4 separate regions of the Sus scrofa genome follow, and all the other regions are linked to region 1. The links are chromatin contacts, called in public Hi-C and HiChIP or PLAC-seq maps. All regions are on one chromosome and are shown on one strand. The core of a region is the stretch at or near the end of the contact, and the rest is flanking DNA. Distances in the headings are between cores, read along the strand shown.

What was found. Hi-C and Micro-C count contacts between places; a contact is called where the count stands out from the background. HiChIP or PLAC-seq counts read pairs in DNA pulled down with a chosen protein or histone mark.
Region 2: a contact with region 1 is called in an H3K27ac HiChIP or PLAC-seq map of alveolar macrophages. The contact joins the promoter of ORAOV1 here to the promoter of TPCN2 in region 1. A contact is called at or near these places in 1 of 5 promoter capture datasets (liver) and 1 of 2 datasets of contacts at active chromatin or transcription factors (alveolar macrophages).
Region 3: a Hi-C map of liver shows a contact between it and region 1, with 5 times the contacts expected there. The contact joins the promoter of CCND1 here to the promoter of TPCN2 in region 1. A contact is called at or near these places in 2 of 47 Hi-C or Micro-C datasets (embryonic fibroblasts and liver) and 1 of 2 datasets of contacts at active chromatin or transcription factors (alveolar macrophages).
Region 4: a contact with region 1 is called in a Hi-C map of epiblast stem cells, with 2.8 times the contacts expected there. The contact joins the promoter of PPP6R3 here to the promoter of TPCN2 in region 1. A contact is called at or near these places in 4 of 47 Hi-C or Micro-C datasets (epiblast stem cells, heart right ventricle, liver and 1 more).

What each region holds. Positions count from the first base shown.
Region 1 is chr2:4,102,367-4,107,783 of Sscrofa11.1, reverse strand. It overlaps TPCN2 (two pore calcium channel protein 2), which reads left to right and starts at 2,742. Exons shown (of 26, transcript XM_021082688.1): 1 at 2,742-2,905. The coding sequence starts at 2,794.
Region 2 is chr2:3,604,979-3,610,395 of Sscrofa11.1, reverse strand. It overlaps ORAOV1 (oral cancer-overexpressed protein 1), which reads right to left and starts at 2,791. Exons shown (of 5, transcript XM_021082685.1): 1 at 2,615-2,791; 2 at 1,204-1,309; 3 at 103-173. The coding sequence starts at 2,664.
Region 3 is chr2:3,631,385-3,636,801 of Sscrofa11.1, reverse strand. It overlaps CCND1 (G1/S-specific cyclin-D1), which reads left to right and starts at 3,422. Exons shown (of 5, transcript XM_021082686.1): 1 at 3,422-3,866. The coding sequence starts at 3,669.
Region 4 is chr2:4,520,820-4,526,236 of Sscrofa11.1, reverse strand. It overlaps PPP6R3 (serine/threonine-protein phosphatase 6 regulatory subunit 3), which reads left to right and starts at 2,816. Exons shown (of 26, transcript XM_021082696.1): 1 at 2,816-2,947. It overlaps TRNAA-AGC (a tRNA gene), which reads right to left and starts at 2,332; the gene lies at 2,260-2,332.

The DNA.
Region 1 (5,417 bases), core at 1,493-3,992:
GGGCGGGGCTGGCTGGGGGCACTTCCTGGTCAATGTCGCAGGGCAGCTGGACCTGGAGGAGGCAGGTTAGGTCGCCGCCAGGTGGGCCAGGTCGCCTGGAAATTCCTGAGGGCCTGTGTGACCCCTGCACGCCTCACAGGGCGAGGTCTTGGGTTTGCTAGGATCCCACTTCACAGAAGAGGAAGGGGCTGTGAAGTGCCTGAGGTCACATCATGGCTGGGCTGGTGGGTCTCTCTGATTTCTCTCCCTGGTCAGCACTGCTCCTGGGTCCTGTCCCCTTCAGCCAGGGCCCCCAGGCCCAGGAGACCCATGCCTGGGATGACCAGGCTGTGCCGGTTACCCATGGCTACCCAGATGGCACCAGCTCTTCCTCTCCCCCAGGGGACCCGTAAGTGCCAGGCTGACTTACTGAAAGCTAGGACTGGACACCCAGGGGCCATCTGTCTGCACCCCAGGGACGGTTTGGGCCTACTAGGAATAACACACTGGCATCTGAAAAAACTTATTTCTGTCTGCCCTTTCTGGACAGCCCCTTCTTTGAGCCCCACCTGCCTCCAAACCAGCCTCGACCCATGAAGTCCTTGTAAACGCTTACACAGCACTGCGTTCCCGCCTGGGCCTCCTGAGTTTGTATAAACATCAAAGGAATTCTTTAATTACAGTAAAGACAAGTCCTCGGGGGATGGGCCTGTTTGGCAAAGAGCTGTGTGCATCTATTGTTTCCTTTTTCAGAATAAAAATATCTTCCCTTTTTTCAGGTTTTCAAATGTATGCCGATTGTGTAAAAAAGGAACAGGGAGTTCCCGTTGTGGCTCAGTAGTAACGAACCCAACCACCATCCATGAGGATGAGGGTTCGGTCCCTGGCCTCGCTCAGCGGACTAAGGATCCAGAGGCAGCTTGGATCCCATGTTGCTGTGGCTGTGGCACAGGTTGGCAGCTACAGCTCCAATTTGACCCCTAGCCTGGAAACGTCCATATGCCAAGGGTGCGGCCCTAAACAGAAAAACAGCAACAACAAACAAACCAAAGCCATGAATACAGCCTGTGATTTCTCTCCACCCTCCTGGGATACAGAGCTGTTATCATCTCTTAAATCCTGACCAACTGATGGGCTCAAGGATTTCGCTGTTATTTTAATTTGCACGTCTGTCTTCTAAGGAGTCATGGCTTTGCTTCAAACATTAGTTGTTGATATTTCTTTGTTGGTAAACTTCTGGTTCTTGTCCTTAGCTCCTTTCCCACCTTTGGGGAATTTTATCTTTTCCTTGCTGACTTTTTTTTTTTTTTTTTTAATGGCCTTCCCTGCAGCACGTGGAAGGTCCTGCACCTACGCCACAGCCACGGCAAGGCTGGACTGGAGCCTCATCTGCGACATACACCCCCGTTTTCATCAATGCAGGATCCTTAACCCACCGGGCAAGGCCAGGGATCAAACCTGCATCCTCATGAGACCATGGCGAGTTCTTAACCTGCTGAGCCACAACAGGAACTCCTCCTATTTAATTTTTAATTCTGTGGGGGCACAATTTTAGGTCCCATGACCCCCCCCTCCCCATCATGCCTGTGGTTATGGTTGGTTAGATGTCAAAAGAGATTACGTAGATGTAATTAAGGTTACTAATCAGCTGATCTTAAAATAAGGAGATGATCCTGGATTATTTGATGTGTCTAGTGTAATCACATGAGCCCTTAAAAAAGCAAAGAGATGCTGCAGAGGGGGAAGCACTGTTGCTGCATCTTGGAGCATCTTATTCAAAGTATGGGAAGGATTCAGTGTGCTCTTGTGGGCTCTGATGATGGAGGGGGCCCAAGCAGAAGAATGCAGTGGCTTCCAGGAGCTGACAGTGACCCCCAGCCAATACCGAGTGAGAAGTGGACACCTCAGTCCTAGCCCCTGTGGCGGTGGATTTTGCCAACCACCTGGATGAGCCTGGCTCAAACCTTGACTTTGGCTCTGAGTACAATCTTTTTTTTTTTAGTTGCGCCCATGGCATGCAGATATGCCAGGGCCAGGGATCGAACCCACGCCACAGCAGTGACTTACCTGCGCCACAGCAGTGACAATGATGGATCCTTAATCTGCTGAGCCACCAAAGAACTCCCTCTTGAGTTTGGCCTTGAGATGAGAGCCCAGCCAAGCTGCTGGACTTCTGACCTCCAGGATTTAGAGATAATAAGTGGGAGTTGTTTTAAGCTAAGTTTGTGGTAATGTGTCACCACAGCAACAGAAAAAAGCGCTTTATGTATTAACACCGGAAACGCTTTTTGCATATAGTGTAAATATTTTCTTTAAGTGCATCATTTGTCTTTTTGAAGTTTTCCCTCAATCATATTTAATCTTACAACTTTCAATATCAACTTCCATTTGGGGGATGACCTTTGGGGTCACCCCCCACATGCTCAAAACTCACGTGCCAAACACAGATTCCAGCGCCTTGCTCCAGAGCTTCTGAGAAGGCCCAAGAATGTGCTTTTCTAACCAGTGCCCACGTGGTGCTGACGCAGCTGCCCTACCACCCGCTGAGAAAGCATTTCCCCAGCCCTAGGAGGGTCCTTCGACCTCTCCCGAGGGAAGGAAGCTGAGCCCCACCCACCATGGGGCGTGGTCGGATAAGTCCCGCCTCCAAGAGAGAGATCTCTGTCATCATTGGCTAGTACTGAAGGGGCGGCCCTTACATCACAGTGCTGTCCCCGCCTCCTCCCGAACTCAGGGGCGGGGACACTGCGCCTGCGCCGTGGAGTCCGACTTCTGAGTCTTGCGACTCTGTGACCCCGAGGCGGCGGTGACCCTATGGCGGAGCCCCAGGAGGAATCGGAGCCGCTTCTGAGCCGGGCCCGCGGCGGCAGCGGCCGCTACTGCACGCCGGGTGTAGCCGCCTGCGGCAGCGTCCAAGTCGGCCCCGGTGAGCCGCGGCCAGGGGAAGGGCCGGGCAGCGCGGAGGTGGCGCGTGGGGGTCCCGCCCGCCCTCTCCGCGTCACTGCTGTCGCTTCGGGCATGCCCCCGGCCGGGGTCCGAGCGAGCCAGGGCGGTGCCGGGCGCAAGGGAGCCGCCTTCCCGATGACGGGGCGGCTTCGCCCTGCAGACCCCTGATGCGGGGCGTTGTTCCCTGCCCCCGGCCGGCCGGGCCGAGAGGCCTTCCTGAGCCCGGGGGCAGGCAGGTCCCTGCGGCCCTCCTCACCCCGCTGTGGCCCTGGGCGGACCCTTGCTCCTGCTTTCCGTCGATTTGCTTGGTGACTCCAAGGAGGCAGCACTTCCGTTTTCCCCAGTTCTTATGGGAGAAACTGAGGCACAGAGAGGGGCGTTCGCCTACCCAAGGTCACACAGCCAGGAAGTGACCGAAGTGAGATTCGAACCCACTTGGGGGTGAACTGTGAGCTTGGGTATGCCTCCCCGGGACAGGACAGCTTCCTCCCACCGTCTTCTGCAACTCTCTCCTGCCCTTCCTGTTTATCCGTGAGAGATTGCTGAATCCTGGGAGGGTGGGGAGGGTGTGCTGGCCAGACACCCAGGGCTTGGGTGCTGAGTTAGGGAAGGAGGGGCCTCAGCCTCGTTTTACAGAGGGGGAAACTGTGGCCCAGAGAGTCTCCAGGACCTGTCCAGTATCACAGCCCTGAGATCTGTCACAGCGGCTGCAGGCACCCACTCTGGGCCATCCTGGGGCCACTTCCTGTGTTGGGGACATGTCTGTAGTATGCGCCCATTCATGGGATATTGGGGCAGCTCCCTGACAGGAGGTGGAAAATAAATCCACCTTCCCATCTCAGAGGCTCTCCCTTTGTCCATCCAGCCCATGCAGACCTCCCAGGGCCCTGGACAAGGGACATGGGACTTGGTGGCATTCTGGGGGGACGCAGACTTTGTGTCTGGACGTCTGGCCTCCTTTCTGGTGCTGCCGGCTGTGTGACCTTGGCAGGGTGCCTAATCTTTCTGAGTCTCAGTAAGAGGGCCGTGGTCATGGGGGCTGCTCTAGGGGTGGGGGTGTTGTGAGGATTCAGAATCCAGGTGCCTGGCTGGGTGGCATCACTGGTGCATGTCGGTGCCAATGGCTGTTCCGGGCGGAGGGCCATGATCACTGCTGGTCCCAGCCCTGGCAGAGCACACACCAGGCAGGAGAGCCATGTGGCAGGGAGAGGAGCCAGGGCAGGCAGTGTGGCTGGGGAGGGGGACTCTGGGGAGGGTTCTCTGTCCTGACACCAGGGCCTTGGTGGTGGCTTCTGCAAACGTGCACAGGACACTGTTCTGGATGTCCCTGGCCAGGCTGTCCAGCGAGGCTCTGCGGGTCCTCATTGAGTTTGTACCCAGCTCCCGTGCGAGGCTCCCGGATGGGCCCTGAGCTTAGGGGCTTCCTGTCCTGTTGCCTGACTCTCCTCCCAACCATGGTGGGGGAAGGCTGCTGCTGGGTGTCCCGCGGAGCCCCCTGGGCCCTGTGGTCAGGTCCTGACTCACCCTCCCTCATGGGCCATGAGCACAGGGCGGGGATAGTCCTTTTCTCGTTCCTGGTCAGGGATTAGGGAAAGTCAGAGCCCAGGACTGCTATTCTCTGGAAGCGGCTTTGAGAACAACAGTGACGACGAATGTTTATGAATGGCTTCCCGTGCGTAGCTCTCACCCTACAGTAACCCATGCAGCCCGCCCATCGGCCGTGCTGTGTAGGGGCTGCAGGAACTGAGGCACAGAGAGGTGACGGGGCTTGCCCGGGGTCTCACAGGGAGCTGGTCAGGACCCTGGCCAGGGAGCGGGGCTGGAGTTGGGGGCTGGAGCCAGAGGGAGGTTTATACTGGGCTGTTGGAGAGGGGAGGCTTGGGGCAGGGGGACCGGCGAGGCTGATGTGGGACCTGGCATTTGAGCCCCTACGTCCTCTGCACCCTGACATTATCTACCCTGGTGTGCCAGCGGGCTGATGGGCATGCTGACAAGTGAGTGCCACCTGGGCTGATGAGTCCCTGGATGGCCAAGCTGAGGGACAGTGCTCCTGGTAGGGCCGAGCCTGGGCAGGGGTGTGCAGGCTTTGGAGAGCTTGGCCTTGGCGGAGGGTGGGGTGGCGTGGAGGGCCACGGAGGAAGCAGCAGGTGTGCTGCCCGTGGTGCCAGGCTGGGGGCAGAGTGTGGACTTTGTCCTGGAACAGTGGGGACCCATGGAAAGCTGTGATGTGCTGACTGAGGGCTTGTGGCAGGACCCCTCTGGCTGCTGCAGGAGGGGAGACGGAGGCTGATGGCAGGGCTGTGAAGCCAGGTGGGATGCCTTCCTGAGGGCTGGTGCCTCGAGGGCTGGGTGGCCCTGAGTGAGCTCTCAGTTCTGGTCCTGGAGCGAGCTCGGGGTCCTTGGGCGGCCTTTCCCTGGTCTAGAAAGCTCATATCCAGGGATCCCTGCAGGCTGAGTTCCCCCTCCCCTGGGGGTTTGGTCCCCAGGACCTC
Region 2 (5,417 bases), core at 1,542-4,041, 500 kb after region 1:
CAGATGAGGAGACCGAGGCGGCAACTGCTCAAGGTCACGGTCAGCCGTGGAAGCAGGACTCCTGGTCCCGATACCAAAGAAGAAAGATGTCTCGAGCTTTACCTGTCCTTCTCGGTGGCACAACTGTGCAGGAGACACCTCCAAGCAAAAGCAAAACCCTGGTAGCACCCGATCTGTGAGGTTACAAAACATGGAAGGGGAAATCAATACTGGCAGCTGCCCTTGATTCCATCACCAAGCTCTCAAAACAAATGGCGGGGGCAGTTCTGGAAGCACCTGTTGGGCACCGGGCCATGGAAGTCAGAGGGTCAAGTCATCCCTCCAAGGTGGTCCCACCGCACCCACCTCCCTGGGACACATAACCTCAGGGTCCCCGCCGACCCCATCAGGGTGGCCTGGGTCAGCAGGAGAACAGAGAGGAAGAGGCAGCACGTGACTCTGAAACGGGGCATTAACAACATCCCCTCTGCCTTGCTGGCTTGGGTCACGGGGACACGCAAGCAGCCCTCCGGAGAGGTTCACGTGGGAAGCGAGCCATCGAGAAGGGGCTCTTTCGGCCCCAGTCAAGCCTTCAAGTGACTGCAGGCCTGGCTGACGCTCAGCTCCAACATCAAGGGACCCTGAGCAGCAAGCTCCCAGCTCGGCTGCTCCCGGACAACAGAGTCTCCGCATCTGTGCGAGACAACAGACGCGGGCTGCCTCAAGCCCCCGTGTCTGGGGATGCCTCGTTCGGCAGCAAGGGACAGCTGGCACGGCCGTGGCGGCCGAAGACCCTGCCGTTTAGGGCCGGATACCCGTCAGTGGGGGCCGATCCAGGACCAAGGGCAGAGGAAAAGAAAAGCTATGCGTCTTATGGAACTGCACTGCAAGTCCAAATGGATGCTGTCACGTGACGCAGGGCACGCGCGCTCTGGGTGAGGGTTCAGCTGTGGCTCAAGACACAGGGCGGCACCGAGACACTCGATGTCACCTGGGGAGGCGGGGGACTGGTCTTCTCATTCTCCAGCCCACGCGGCTTCATCATCTCCACACAGCGACGTGCTGTGCGGGTTCCGTCCTGAGACTATTTCTCCATCGAAACTCCATCTAGTCTGCTGCCATCTTAAGAGGCCTAAACTTGTGGCTCAGTCACACTGCTCATCAAGGTAAACTGGAAACAAAAAGAAAAGGATTCCTTTCTAAGTGGGGGGCGTCCACACTCACCTCTGATCCGATTTTCGCTCCGTGGAACGTGCCATGCTGTCTTCCTTCGATTAGACCCAAGCCACTCCCTTCTTCGTAGCCTTCCTGATAGCCTTCCCCGTGAAACCTGCCCCAGAGAAGGAGCAAAAGTGTGAGCAAATAATCAAAAGAGCACTTTTCCCAGAAAAACGTTTCTCTTCCACCACAACCCAAGACCCAGCAAGACCCGACTCAGAACAGCAGAAAGAGAAGAGAATTCACTCAGGTTCCAAGCCCTGCTCCCTCCCTCCCTCCGTCTTTCCTCTGGCAAATCGCTGAACCTCCCGAAGCCCAGTTCACCTCTTCTATAAGGGGGGCTAAGCCAGAGAGCCCCAAATCTGGCATAACACCAGAGACACACAGGAAAATTCCAAAGATACAAATCCAGGAGCCTCCCCAGTCAGGGCAAGTCTGGAGTCAGGCCCAGGAAATCTACTTTTTGACATTTCTCAGCTGATGAGCCAGCAGCCAGGTCGCCAGCCTCCAGTTCTGTGAGTGGGTGAGCTAGAGTGCTGGGTCAAGGGCTTCAAAGCACTCTGCCACCTATCACAGGGCCTTCTGCCGCATCTCTGGAGACTGGCTGGGAGAAACGCCATCGGATCACCACGAGACGTACCATGACTGTGGGGCCTGTGGTATAATAAAGGCTGTGGCTTTGAGGGCTCAGCAGGGGAACGGACACCAGCAGAACATGCAGCCACCCCAGGGAAAGGAGCTTGTTGGAGTCCCCAGGGAGGAGCGTGTACAGCTCTCCCTTGCCGTTGTGTGGCTCTGGGAGTTGACCTTGCCTCCTGCCCTGAAAGACAGGATGACGGATAAGATCTACTTTACAAGCAGAATTAAAATAGATAAAGGGGTTCAATACTCTGCTCCCTGTCCCATTCACAGCAAGCTCCAGGGAAACGTCAGCGGACGACTGTCTGATGTTCCCTCTCTCTCCCAACTGACATCTACGGATGTCTCTGGCGGGCCGGGCGCTGGAAGACTGCACAAAGCAACCCCCGGCTCCCCCCGGCACGGCCCAAGGGGGAAAGGACGACGCCTGACACATTTATCAGCTTGTCTGTGAATGCTGCCGTATGTCCGACCCCTGAGCAACAAGCGAAAAGGGGCAGCGCCCAGATGGCAAAGCCCGTCCCACCCGCGGCCCCGGCGTCCCTGGAGGGAGGCACTCATTAGGCCGAGCAGATGCGTGGGGCAGCCCCGGGCCGGGGGAGGCGGGTCTGGAGGAGCAGCTGGGCGCTCCCCCGAAAAGCCGATGCGTAAAGGAAAATCAAGGGCACCTCGGGCTCCCGCTCCAGCCGCCTTCAGGACCACTTTGCGCTCCCCCAAGGCCCGAGCGGCCGCGAGCGGCCCGCCAAGCGCGGGAATCCCAGCCAGCCCCGCCACTCACCTCTCATCTGCCATCACGATGGCGTCGAACATGTCCTGAGTCCCGGCCATGGCGGCAGCCGGCCCGCCCTGCCCGTCGGCCCCGCCGCCCTGCGCTACGGCGCAGACCCGGGAAGCTCGGACTCGAGGCCCGGCTGCTGGCAGAGCGAAGCCCACTTCCGGGAACGCCGCGCGGGGCAGGCCGGGTAAGGACGGCGCGCGGGAGGGCTCAACACGCGCCGGCGCGGGGCCAGAGCGCGTGCGCGGCGGCGGCGGCGCAGGGCGGAGCTGAGTCGGGGTGCGGCCCCGCCCCGGGCCCCTTGGCACTGCTCCCAGCTCTCGCTGGGGGCTGCTCTGTCCCCGCCCGGAGCAGCTACCTGCCCGCGGGGACAAGACTCGTGATCTCATTGTAACAAAACCAAGTAGATGCAACCAAACTGCCAAAAACGGCTCGGAATGAACCAGGGAAGAAACGGGAAAAGTTATCAAAGAACCAGCGCCTCCCCAGGTTCCAACAAGGATGCTGTGCCCTTGGGTTTGTGGGGGAGAAGTTCCAGGAAGGGCAGTTCCCGGGATGCAGGCAGCACCCAGGGACGGGGGCCCGGTGCCCCCGCGCTCGCCGACCCCGACCCACAGCCCGGGGCCACCTTCCGGGACGCCGTCAGACTCCCGCCTAAAATGCCACCAAATCCACGTCCGCAGTAATCCAGGGACTGCGGGACCTTCGTCCAAGAAGCGCAGGGCTGACTCGACCCCCGGAGATCTGAAACAGCCGCTGTTGGCAGGGAAACAGCCTGGTGGCCTCGCTGGGAAGGGCATTAGTAAATATTGGCATCCGTTCTTGAAACTTTATAGAGTCTTTTGAAAAAATAAAAGTTTGTGTCTTGATTCTTGAGATTAGTTGTTGTTAAAGCAAAAGCATAATGATTCATAATTCATGAAGAGTCAGAACAGACTCAACGGAAGGGTTTGAGCGACCGGTGCGCTTGCTCAAGCAGCAAGCATACCCCCTTCTCATCCTTTCCATGACAAGATACTTTCTGAACGCGGTTTTTATTTTATTTTATTTTTTTGTCTTTTTGCCATTTCTTGGGCCGCTTCCGTGGCATATGAAGGTTCCCAGGCTAGGGGTCCATTCGGAGCTGTAGCCACCAGCCTACGCTACAGCCACAGCAACTCGGGGATCCCAGCGGCGTCTGCAACCTACACCACAGCTCACGGCAAGGCCGGATCCCTAACCCACTGAGCAAGGCCAGGGATCGAACCTGCAACCTCATGGTTCCTAGTCGGATTCTAACCACTGAGCCACGACGGGAACTCCCCTGAACACGGTTTTTAAAAGGTACTTCAAACTATCAATGACAGTGGAGCATAGATAGGAAATACCAAATGCATTCTGATTAAAATCAGAAGTAAAACAGGATGGCCTTCTTTTTATTTTCTTTTTCTCTTTTTAGGGCTGTTCCCACGGCATATGGAGGTTCCCAGGCTAAGGGTCAAATCAGAGCTGTAGCTGCCAGCCTTCGCCACAAGCCACAGCAACACCAGATCTGAGCCACGTCTGCGACCTACACCACAGCTCACGTCAATGCCAGATCCTTAAGTGAGGCCAGGGATCGAACCTGCATCCTCATGGATACTAGTCAGATTCGTTTTCTGCTGAGCCACGATGGGAACTTCCAGGATGGCTTTTATCACCTGCCATTGAACACATCAAGGAGGCCTAATACAATAAAATTAAGCAAGAAGTCTTATTATCAAAAAAAAAAAAAAAAAAAAGACAAGAAAGTACCGTTAAGCAAATCCCTTGCTTTATGTTATTGTAACAATAACTGGTAGTCACCTGAACAGAGATGACTGGGGACATCCATTTTGCCATGGTCACAATAAATTTATTCAAAATAACAAGATTTGAGCAGAACCTATATGAAGAAAACTATATCCGCCGCTCCGGTTGGGCAGAAACACAAAAGCAGTTTCTACATGATCTGGGGAAATGTGTCAAAATTCTAAATTTCATCTGGATGAATAAACCGATAAGAATAAGGTTTTTTTTTTAAGTGAAAGGGATTTTTTTAGAGAGATCCACATTCCATAGACTGAATGATGTCCATTTCAGACAGCGAGAGCAGCCTAAGATGTTTTTCAGAGAGAAAATGAAATGGAAGAATTGTCATACCAGATATGAAAAGATAAAGTCTCTAGAAGAATACTGTAGCATGTCTGTTCGAGATTAGACAAATGTAGGAGTTCCCTGGTGGCCTAGTGGTTAACAACCTGGCGTCATCACTACTGTGGTTTGGGTCACAGCTGTGGCATGGGTTTGATCCCTGGCCTTGGGAACTTCTGCATGCCTAGGATGTGGCCCCCAAAACGAATAGACAGGTGAATGAAATAAGAATGGATTGCAGCACAATTCACAATAGCCAAGACATGGAAACAACCTAAATGTCCATCGACAGATTAGGAAGATGTGGTCTATATACACAAGGGAATACTACTCAGCCATAAAAAAGAACAAAAGAACGCCATTTGCAGCAACAATGGATGGAACAAGAGGCTCTCATACTAAGTGAAGTAAGTCAGAAAGAGAAAGACAAATACCATATGATGTCACTTATATCTGGAATCTAATATATGGCACAAATGAACCTTTCCACAGAAAAGAAAATCATGGACTTGGAGAATAGACTTGTGGTTGCCAAGGAGGAGGGGGAGAGAGTGTGATGGATTGGAATTTGGGGTTAACAGATGCAGACAATTGCCTTTGGAATGGATGACCAATGAGATCCTGCTGGGTAGCACTGGGAACCATATCTAGTCAC
Region 3 (5,417 bases), core at 2,173-4,672, 470 kb after region 1:
GACGCTGGGGTTTAGAATTGCTCAGGACAGCAGGCGGTGCGTTTTGAGGGGCAGGGATCTAGGAGTTAGAATCTTCTTTCATCCCTAAGAGTGCACCTTCCCCCAGGAGATCCTAGAGGCGTTATCGGAACCAGCCCCTCCCCACCCGTTGGGGTTTTTTGCTTTTAACTCCCCTGCACACCTCGCCCGCGACCTTGAGAGCTGGGGGTGGGGGGGAGGGTTCCGGTCCCCGCAACCTGCCAGATCGAAGACTGGGGCGCCGGAGAGGGGATTGGTCTGTGTGTGGCTGAAATTAATTGCTCACGGGCGAAACGCACGTCCGCGGCTTGGAACGGTGGGAGGTGCGGCTGCCCCTGTGCCCACCGTGGGTGTCCCGGGTGGGCGCCGGGGCCAGTTTGCTCCGGCTGGTTCCGCAGCTTTGGGGCGCAGGGGGTCCGCACCGCGTAGCCCAGGCGGAGATAACTCAGCACGTGGGCCGCCATACGCGCCCCGAGAGCGAGCAGCGTGGGGGAAGTGGAGCCCGAGCGCCCCCGGAACCCCGCGGTCCGCTTTCGGAAGCGTTTTCCAGAAGGACTTAAGGGCTTAACAATGGAAAACTCGCAGAGCTGGAGCCAAGCCCTTTCAAGTCGCCGCCAGGTATGCGGCTGCAGGTGACCCCACCTGCAGGCGCCCGCTCGCCGCCCAATCCTCTCGGGAGAGGGCGGGCGCCGGGGGTCGACGCCTGTGGAAGGTCTTCGCTCGGCCCTACACTCCCTCCCTCCCTAGAGCCCCCGGCCCGGCGGCGCGCAGCCGCGGTGCGTCCCGGGGTCGGCGCCGCTGCGCGCGGGTTCCTGAATGAACGCGCTCCCTTCCCCCGCCTTGAATGAAGGTTCCCACAGCCAGGGACGGTGGCAAACGCGCCTGCAGCGGAATTCGCCCTCTTGGGGCCGGCGTTCCTCCCCGGCCGCAGTCGCCTCGGTGGGGGGGCCAGAGGGCGAGGAAAGCGGGAAAATGCTTTATTTTGGATTTTCGTCCCAACCAACGTGGTTTCCTTTCTGATTGGGCCACTGGCCCTTTGTTCCAAAGGGTCTCCAAGAAATAGCGCGGAGCACTTTAAATGAGCCCCAAACTCGCAGTTCCTGCTTCGTGGTGGGTTTTTTAAAGGCAGTGCAAAATTATACGTTAAACAGCAAAGTTTTCTAAAGTTGCTTTTCTCTTTGAAAAAAAAGAAACTTAAATCAAAACGCCTCCCTCGTTCTCCTAGAAGCAGCCGCTCTCAAGGGCCGAGACTGTTGCCCTCCCCTCGCCGCCTCCCGGGGTCTCCGGGGAACCAGATCTGGGCTCCCCAGGGTGGGGGCTGGGCCGCTAGCGCTCCCCGCGGGGCCCCAAATTCCAGCGCTTCTCCCGCGAGTTCCTGGACGGCTCTTCACGCTCGTCCACCGGGCTTGCACTTTTGCGCCTGTCCCTGAGCGGGGAACTCAACTAAGTTCCTTGTCGAGATCTGCCCGGTCCGCCTAGTAACAGCGCCGCGCCCCCATTGGCTCATGCTAATTCCAGTTTCCTCTGTCTTTCTCCCGAGTTAGGGGGAAGCTCCCTCCTGGACCCGGAGCCCGTTTTGCCTGAGTGGGCGATCCTCTTTGTGACCCGCTGCCCCTCATCGTTGCCAGTCCGCCTCGGGCCAGGTCCAGGCGCACGCGGGGCTCGGGCCCCTCGCCCCCCGGGACAGAAGCAGCCGGGTGGTAGCTCGCAGCCCCATAAATCATCCCGGCAGCCGCCCGGTCGGGATTTTATGAATGAAAAAGCAGCCCGGCCGCCCTCGTGCGCGGGCTGAGGCTTCAAGGCTCTAGCGCCCCGGGGGCCAACTTGAGCCTGGGGGCCAGGGGGCGGCGGGGGCGGGGACAGGGCGGTGGGTGCTCCCTGGTCCCGCCACCCAGCGATCCCGAGGTGTGAGCCGGGGGTAATTAGCTGCCTGGACCTGGAATATTAGTAAACCCTAATTCTCGGCGGGGAGGGGGCGCGGGAAGAACCCTCCCTTGAAGGGGGGTTGGTATTGCGTGCGCCCTTGCGAAGGGGAGGGGGCTTTTTAATAAGTTTTCTTTGAGCCTTTAACCTTAGGGTGTATGGTGGTTTGATGACACCAAACTATACTGAGGGGAGTAAATGAACATTTTTCTTAATGGGGGTCAGGTAGTGTAAAAACTAAAAAAAATAAAAAGTGAAGTATGCGTAAAATGTTCTTTCAATTTAAAAATAAGCACCGAAGAAGAGCCTGAATCTTTAACTTTAAAAAACGTCATATATTCTTTGATATGTCTTAAAAGTTTGGAATAATATTGGGGACTCTTGTATAACCACGAAGATACATAGGTTTTGTTTAAAATCATCAGATCAATACAGCCATTTCTGTAACCTGTAATTGTTCTGCTCTTTGCCAGCCCCTGCCATCCCCGTCAGGCTCACGAATGCAGCCCCAGGGCAAATTCTAAAGGTGAAGAGAGGTCCACACCCCCAACAAAACCAATTAGGAAGCTTCCGGTGGTCTCGTCCCAGGCGGAGAGGGGACTAGTAGTTCCAGGGATTTAACTTCATTTTTAATTTTTAAAAATGAGGCAGGACAGAGACCAGTATTTTGCAGCCTTCCTTTCAGGGTGTTTTTCTAGCTGTTAAATTGCCAGGACAGGGCAAGGATGGGGGGATTGGGGAACCCCCGCAAGAAAGGACTGGCCAAGGTGGGAAGACAGCCTGCAGATCCCCCAGGCGCGGAGGACAGGATGAAGGAAACGCTGGCCACCATCTTGGGCTGCTGCTGGAATTTTCGGGCATTTATTTTATTTTATTTTTGAGCGAGCGCATGCTAGGCTGAAATATGCTTAACCATTAGGGTTCCTCCCTCGGGCATTGCAACGACCCCCCTGTGTGCCGGAATGAAGCCTCCACAAGGGTTGCCGGCTCTGCGTCCCTGAATGTTAAATGGTTCCTGAAATTTACACGTGTTGATGAAAATGAAAGAAGACACAGAAGCTAAGATTCCTAGGCTGCCTCTCCGCCCGTGGGTGCCCTCGTGGCGTTTTCGGAAATGCACCCATTCTCCTGGCTCGGGTAGAGGGTGTCACCGAACCCCAGAGTCCCCCTTCCATGCGGTCTTGCCCGGCTGCGTGTGGCCTGCCCGCCCTCCTAGTCGTCCCCCTCTGCAGAGCCACCTATACACAACCCCCCAAATCCTAAGGGGCCCACTCGGGGTGGACAGGACCCCCCTGCACCCCTCTTCCCCGCGGGGCGATTTGCGTTTCTATGAAAACCAAGTTTCGGGGGCAACTCCGCTTAGGGCAGGCGCGGCGCCTCCGGGATGGCTTTTGGGCTCTGCCCCTCGCCGCTCCCCGGCGCTCGGCGCCCGCGCCCCCTCCCCCTGAGCCCGCCCCCCCTCCCTCCCGCTCCCATTCTCTGCCCGGCTTTGATCTCTGCTTAACAACAGTAACGTCACACGGACTACAGGGGAGTTCTGTTGGAAGTTGCAAAGTCCTAGAGCCTCCAGAGGGCTGTCGGCGCAGTAGCAGCGAGCAGCAGCGTCCGCGCGCTCCGGCGAGGGGCAGAAGAGCTCGAGGGAGCACGGGGGCAGCAGGAGCTAAAGCCGAACGCGGACCCAGCCCGGGACCCACCGCCGCCCCAAGCCGCCTAGCAGAGCCCCAGCCATGGCACACCAGCTCCTGTGCTGCGAGATGGAGACCATCCGCCGGGCGTACCCCGATGCCAACCTCCTCAACGATCGGGTGCTGCGGGCCATGCTCAAGGCGGAGGAGACCTGCTCGCCCTCCGTGTCCTACTTCAAGTGCGTGCAGAAGGAAATCCTGCCTTCCATGCGGAAGATCGTGGCCACCTGGATGCTGGAGGTGCGGGGCTTCGGGCGGCTCTCTTAGCACTTTTCTGCGACTTGTTGCGCAAACCCACATTTCTTTGCCACTCATCTCCCTCCCTTCTCTCTCACCCCAACTTTGAAGTTTGCTGGAGTGTTGCTAGGAATCGTAATTCCAAAATATATAGATATTGTGGGTATTTTTTGAACGAGGAAGAAGTGGGGGTGGGGTCATTAGAAATTCCCTTCGTGGGGGGGGGGGTCGAAGACGTGTACCTTCGGGCAAAGCCACTGTCAAGGGCACCCCAGTTGGCTTCAGGGTGTGGGCCCGCAGGCTGGGCGCCCTTTGTAGCCCCCGCCTGGACCGCCACCGCGCAGCCCCCGCCTGCGCCCGAGCCCCGCTGCGCCTCCTCTCCCCGCCGCGCGGCCGCTGAATCTCCAGCTCCAGGGGGAGGGGGCATAGATTTGATTTTTAAATTAATATCCATGGACACGTATGCAAGGGCCACTCGTGCCAGTATTATGCGCCATCTTTGTTCTTTTATTGCAAAGCAAAAGTGTTTATTAATAATTGGGGGCAGGGTGGGGGCGGGGAGCGACCGGCGAGGCGCTTGGGGCCGCCGCGAGGGGCCGCGCGGCCACCGGGAACCGGCGGGAGGGGCGCGGGGACAGAACTCGGGCAGTTGTGCGGGGACCCCACTCGGGAAAGAGGGCCCCTTTGTTAAAGCAGCGAGTCCCGGGGCGCCCCGCAAGGCCAGCTTGGGCCGGAGAGCACGCCGGGCTGCAAGGTCGTGTGGCCCCCAAGACGCTGGGGGCTGACTCTCATCTGCAGGGGTCTCAACTTGGGGGACCTGTGTGGAGGGAGCCGGGGGCCCGGGGCACGTTTTCAGGCCTTCAGTGGGCTCCTACGGGCACCGCAAGTATTTTAAAATAATTTCTGAAAGTGCGGCGTGGTGCCCTTGCGAGAGGGAAACGGCGCCCGCGCCCAGGGGGAGGGGGGCTCCGAGTTCGAATTCCTGGGGCTCTCCCCTGAGCCTGCAGCGAGCTCTCGACCCCCGGCCCGGGTAAAGGACCGCCCGAGGGTCATTTTCAGGGGTTTTTTATGTACCCAGTTATTTTTTTTATATTTTTAAATATTTTTTGAAAAGATGACGTCTGGGGAAATGCGGCTCGGCGGCCTGGGACGCCACCTTTGTGTCTCGCAGGCGCTGCGAGCGCGGCGCCCAGCCCCACGGCCCGCCCCACGGCCCTGCACCCCATTTGGTGCCCACCCCAAGCTTGGAGGGTCCCGAGGCACCCACGCGGGCCGGGGTCTCGGGGACCCGCAGCCCGCGAGCGGCACACGCCGCCCAGCAGTGCCCGCTCCCGCTCCACTGTGCCAGCCTCCCGGGGACTTTCCCTTTCAGTTTCGTGGTGGGTGGGCATTAGGGACTCTCGGGGGAGGGGGCGCGTCGGCAGAAGCTCCTGCCGCCCCCTGCCCCGACCCTCCGCACGCTCGGGTACCCGAAGCCAACCCTGGCGGGAGCGGGGCGGGGGACGCCAAGTCTCCGCAGAGGGGGCCGGGCGCTCCCGGCGGCGGCGGCGGTCA
Region 4 (5,417 bases), core at 1,567-4,066, 420 kb before region 1:
GGTTGCAGCCGTGGTGTGGATTCAATCCCTGGCCTGGGAACTTCCACATGCTGCGGCTGCAGCAAACAAAATAATCCTGCCTGATGGGTCTAGAAAGAGAAAGTTGAGTTTTCGGTCCTAATCAAGAGCACAGGGTCCACCTTATATTTCAGGTTCTTTAAAGCATCATGTTGTTATAGGTGCCTTTACGGTCCTGGGGTCCCTGCAGGCTGTCCCATGCTCCTGTGTCGGGCCCCAGGGGCCAGCTCCTCTGGCTCTGAGATACTCCTGCAGCACAGCCTTGCTGCTCTGGCTCCAAAACCGTTCTTTCTAAAGTGTAGCCAGCCCTGAATGCACCCTTCCGTTGCTCTGAAACTTTTCCCGGCCCTGCGTGGCTGAGGATAAACCCCAAGTTCCTTCGATGATCTCATTCTTTCCCCCTAGACTTGCGATCACCTGGACCTGGTCCTCCAGCTGGTGAGCCTCCCCTGCCACCTGCTCCTGCACTCCGCCCTCCCCCCCCCCCCGCCCCTGCCCAGTCACCTGTATTTGGGTCCCTCCCCCTCCCCCTCTGCACCAAGCACTTAGTCTCCATCTTGGTGGCTGTGTGGCCTTGGGCGAGGCACCAAGCCTCTCTGCGCAGCAGAATCAATGCACCCAACTTCTGCCCCTGGTGGCTGCCTCCCTAGAGGCCCAGTACCCTTTACAGGATGGACACAAGTTGGTAGATCACCAGCACTTTACAGATAAGACCTGGACAGCCAGGGAGCTCAGGTCGCCCAGCTGAGGTCACTCAGCCAGTGTGGGCCACAGCCGAGGTCTGAATGCTTTCAGGGTCTCAGTTACCTAACACATAAATGGGGTGATGCTCCTGTTCTGGGACTACCAGCAACGAACTCCTTCCAGAACTTCTGCCTCTAGCCACAGGCTCTGCGGAAGGAGTGAGCTGGGGGAGGGGCCTGTCCACCCAATTCCAGCTGGGCTCCCATTTTCTCTGCCTTTGGCTTCGGCGCTCAGAGAACCTGAGTCGGTGGGGTGGAGGGAGCCTCCGGCCTGGGCAAGTGGGGTGCAGAGAACTGCGTCTGGAAGGCAGCCCAGTGGCCAAAACTGCTGGTGTGGCCATCCGCTACCCCCAGTGGCCAAGCTCTGTCACATGTCTCAGGCCTGGGAGGTCCTCTGGGGAAGCCCCACAGGGAGCCTGTCTCCCCTCCCTATTTTTAGTCTTTTTAGGGCCTCACCTACAGCATGTGGAAGTTTCCAGACAAGGGGCTGCCAGTGTATGCCACAGCCACAGCCACACCAGATCCTTAACCCACTGAGTGAGGCCAGGAATAGAACCAGTGTCATGCATCCTAGTCGGATTCTTAGGCCCCTGAGCTACAACAGGAACTCCCTGCCTCCCCTCCTTGGGCCTGAGAGGCCATCTCTGCCCAAGCCAGTGTCACGGGAGAGACCTGCTGGCAGGCAGACCTCCCTGCCCCGAGCCCTCATTCTGACTCTCCCCTGAGCACCGGTGCTGGTGATTTCCCCCTAGGCAGGGTGGCACTGGTCTCAAGGCCCGGAGACCCGGTCACTTCGGACACTTCCTCTCCCGCCCCGTGTCTCTCTCAGAACAACCCAACCTGTTCCAAGGCCCCACCTTGGGGTCTCAGGTCTCCGGGAGTTAGCGCAGAGCTCTGCTCTCGCTGTCCTGAGGGTCGGATTGCCTCCGGCTCAGGAAGACCCCACCACTCTGTGACTGGAGGAGTCTGACGTCAGAGCCGGGACCCTCTGCTCCCCACGCACCCCCGCAGGCTGGGCATAGACTAAGTGCACACTAGGGCTGCCCACGAGCACTAGTGCCCCTAGCACTCTCTCCCCCGCAGCGGGCCCCGCAAGCCTCCCCCCACCGCATGCAGTTGATTTACACGTGACCATACACGGCGTTTTGCCGGCTTTTAGGAAGGAGGCCGCATCTCCAAGCGTCGGCTCTCTCTGGGGTGGCTCTCTTTAGGAGCAGGGGGCGGGGGGAGATGGCTGAGTGGGCTGTCTCGGGGAGGGCGGGGAGTGGCAGGGCGCCAGAGGAGAATTTTGGGAGAAGCTCGCGTGTCAATCCTTCCGCAAGGCAAAACGAGGACTCCTATCTTCCCGCAATCTGGTCCCTCGCGGAGGCTGGGGAGTCGGCGTAAGCTGTATGGGACTCCCCACCTTCACTCTGATAGACTCCCAGTGCGGGCACCCAGGGAAAGGAGCGTGACTTTGACCAGGAAAGTCCCACACCCCCCTTCTAAAAGTCTACAGTGGAGAATGCGGGCATCGATCCCGCTACCTCTCACATGCTAAGCGAGCGCTCTACCACTTGAGCTAATTCCCCAACCCTGGCTAATTTCCGCCGCCGAAACACATTGTGGCTCACGTCATCACCGGTTTCCTTCAGGCCCTCGGGCCCGCCTGCCCGCCCTCCGGTCTTGGTACCCCATTGGTTCCCTTGCAGTTCCCATCTCTATGGCCATGATTGGTTTGGCTCATTTTAGTTTTAAAAAGCATTGGCTATCGGATTGGTGGTCCGAAGCGTCGGTCAAGCGGAGGCCCTGCTGTTGCTACGGCGTAGGGGGACCCAGCCAGGTTTCTCTCGGTTTCTGATTTGTTTCTCCAGACTCCCGGGTCCTAGAGGTTCCGGAACCGTCAAGTCCATGGGAAAAGGATGAGCCCCTCTCGCTTGACTGACGAGGTCTGCCAGCCAATCGGCGTGCGTGCAACGGGGCCGCAGGGTGATCCAATAGGTTACAGGGGGCGGGAGAGGGAGGCCAATGAGCGCGGGACTGGGGGCGGGGCCAGGGCCATGATTGGCCGTGAGGCGGCCGGAGGGAGGGCGGGGGGAACTCAAGGCCTGCTTGATACGTCCGCCATTTTGGGCGCTTCGCTGATGGTGTCGGTGAGCGCGTTTCCCGCCTGAGCGCAACTAGCGGCGAGTCGCGGGCACCTCCAGGTAATGAGGGGGAGGGGGCGGCGGAGCGGGCCGTCGCGCGGGGTGCGCGGCGCGCGGGCGGCGGGGCGGCCCCTCCGCCCGGCCTCGGCGGCGCGGGGAGGGAGCGTCCCGGCCCCCTCCCCTCCCCCCCGGAATTCGCCGCTCCGCGGCCGGGGAGGCGCGGCGCCCCGGCTCCGGGGCCGTCCCCGCCCGCGCCTGTCAGCCGCCCGGCTCGCCCGCTGCGGGCCGCGGGGGCCGCGCCGGGCCGGGCGCCGAGGCGGGACGAGGGCCCGGCGGCGAACTTTGCGCCCGCGCGGACGTCCGCGGCCTGGCGCGGCGGCGACCGGGCGCGCCCCTAGCCCGGCGGGGCCCGCTCCGCCCCGGCCGGCGGCCCCGAGCGCCGCCCGCCGGCCCCGGAGAACTTCGCTGGGCGCGGGCCCCGGAGCGTGTCAAGTTAAGGCGGCCGCTCGCCGGAGCCTCGCGAAGGCCATTGTTGGACTCCGCTCTCCGGGAAACAAGTTCTGTGGGTTTCTGCTCCTTCGCCGCAGAGTCATCGGAATACGCAGAGCCGGGCCCGGAGTATTTAAATCTCCTTCCGAGCGATTTTTTTTCCACTCCGGTGCTGCGACTCCAGCGTAGACCTGGTCGCGAAGGTCTCCCTGGCGAATATGAGCTTGCGGGGGGCTGGGGGGTGGTCCTTCTTTCGGCAGCAAGAACCTCCCTCTTAAAGAAGCTCTCTCGCCGTTAACTTGGAGGGGTTTCCTCCTCCGTCCCGCCTGCTCTCGGCACAACTTGGACCCTTGGTTGTGCGTAGACCGAGCGAGTCCTTGGAGGTCCCTGTGTGTCCTGACGTCTCAGCCTCAGAGCTTCGTGCAGTGCTCTCGATTCTTACTTTCTCCGTGGGTCGGGTCGAGCTTTGTTTATATTTTGCTTTTATGGGAGGGGCACTTTCGTCCTCGCCGCACTTGTTAACGAGGCTCTTGTCGTATTTTGTGAACGGGAGGCTTACTTGGGTTTTGTCCTCAAGGTCAAGTTGCAGGTAGGCAGCCAGTGGGAAAGCGAGTCCAGGTTTCCAGCCGCTGGAGTCTCCTAAGTGGTGCTGGTGCCTGCGCTCTCTTTGCTCTCGAGTTAGACTGCCTGGTTTCACATCTTGGCTTCATCACTTTCTTCACTGCTGCTTCTGTAACTGTGTCTGCCTCCTGAGTTTGCCAGGAGTAAATGAGTTAATACGTGTAAAGCAGCTACAAATGGTGCCTGGCACGAAGAATCAGCTTAGAAATTAATGGCTATTATTAGGTTTGATGTTTTAAATATTTATATACCATTAGGAAGGTAAATGAGTGTTTTCAGTCCTGGCTTTGGGCGAGTGTCTTTAGAAAGGTCTGTGTATTTAGAGTCATTTGGGCTGAGACAGTGACCTGGAAGTGTATTGTAATTTTTTTCAGGGGAGGAGTGGTTGAAGATTCGTTAAGTTGCAAACGTTTCCTGGAGTAATGAGCCCTGGTGCTTCAGAATGGTTAGTTTCAGAGATGGTTAAATAGGGAAAAGCTCCCCAGGAGCTCCAGTTGGATTCTCTTCCTGCTGTACTTTTGGATACTACTTCTGAAGTGTGATTGGCCCCCAAATCAATAGCTCCCGAGCTTCTCAGGGTACTCTTGGTTCTTACCGAGGCTCGGGAGGTTCCTGTGTGTTGAACTTCACTGTGTATGTGCTTCAGTGACGATAGTTTGGGCAATAACTGTTTTCCCGGAGGGGTGCTTTGGAAGCTGTTTTATATCTCAGTATATCTGATCAGGGAGTCTAGAATAGCTAACAAAATGCCATCCACTAAGTCACACATGTACTCCCAGGCTTTTAATTCCTGCCCTGTGCTCTTCTCTCTGGTGCTGGAACCACGCTCGCCTCCCCCCGTGTTCCTTGCCTGGGACCGGGCTGCTTTGCTGCACAGGCAGTGTCACTCGGGTGGACTCAGTCTTAAGTGGAGAGGGGCGTCTTGCGGGTGTAACTCACTGAAGATCAGGAGGGAGACTGCTTTAGACAAGAAACCGAGCTTTGCATAAAGTATAGCAAAACAAAAACTTTCTGGTTTCAATTAACGACTTGGGAATTTGAGAATCAGACCATAACAGGGCAGAAAATGAACAGTGATGAAATGAAGACTCAACAAAGGTGAGGTTTGCTTCTTAAAGATAAATTTTTGCATTGATTTGGTACAAAGATAATGCGCTTGTTACAGAGAAGACCTCTTTCTTCTTAAAACAGTATTTGTCAGGATTAGTGTTTAGTTTGCTTCTGTGATAACCTTGGATCTTGTGGTTTTATATTTTAGATACTGAGAGGCAGCCTGAGTATATATTGGTCTACACTTTTACAACTTTTTATTACTCTAAGGAAGAATGATACTGACAGTGAAGTTCTAATCATCCGCTCAAGTAAAACTCAGCGTTGAGTTTATTTCATAAAAGCACCAGGGGCTGTGGTTGATCCTCCT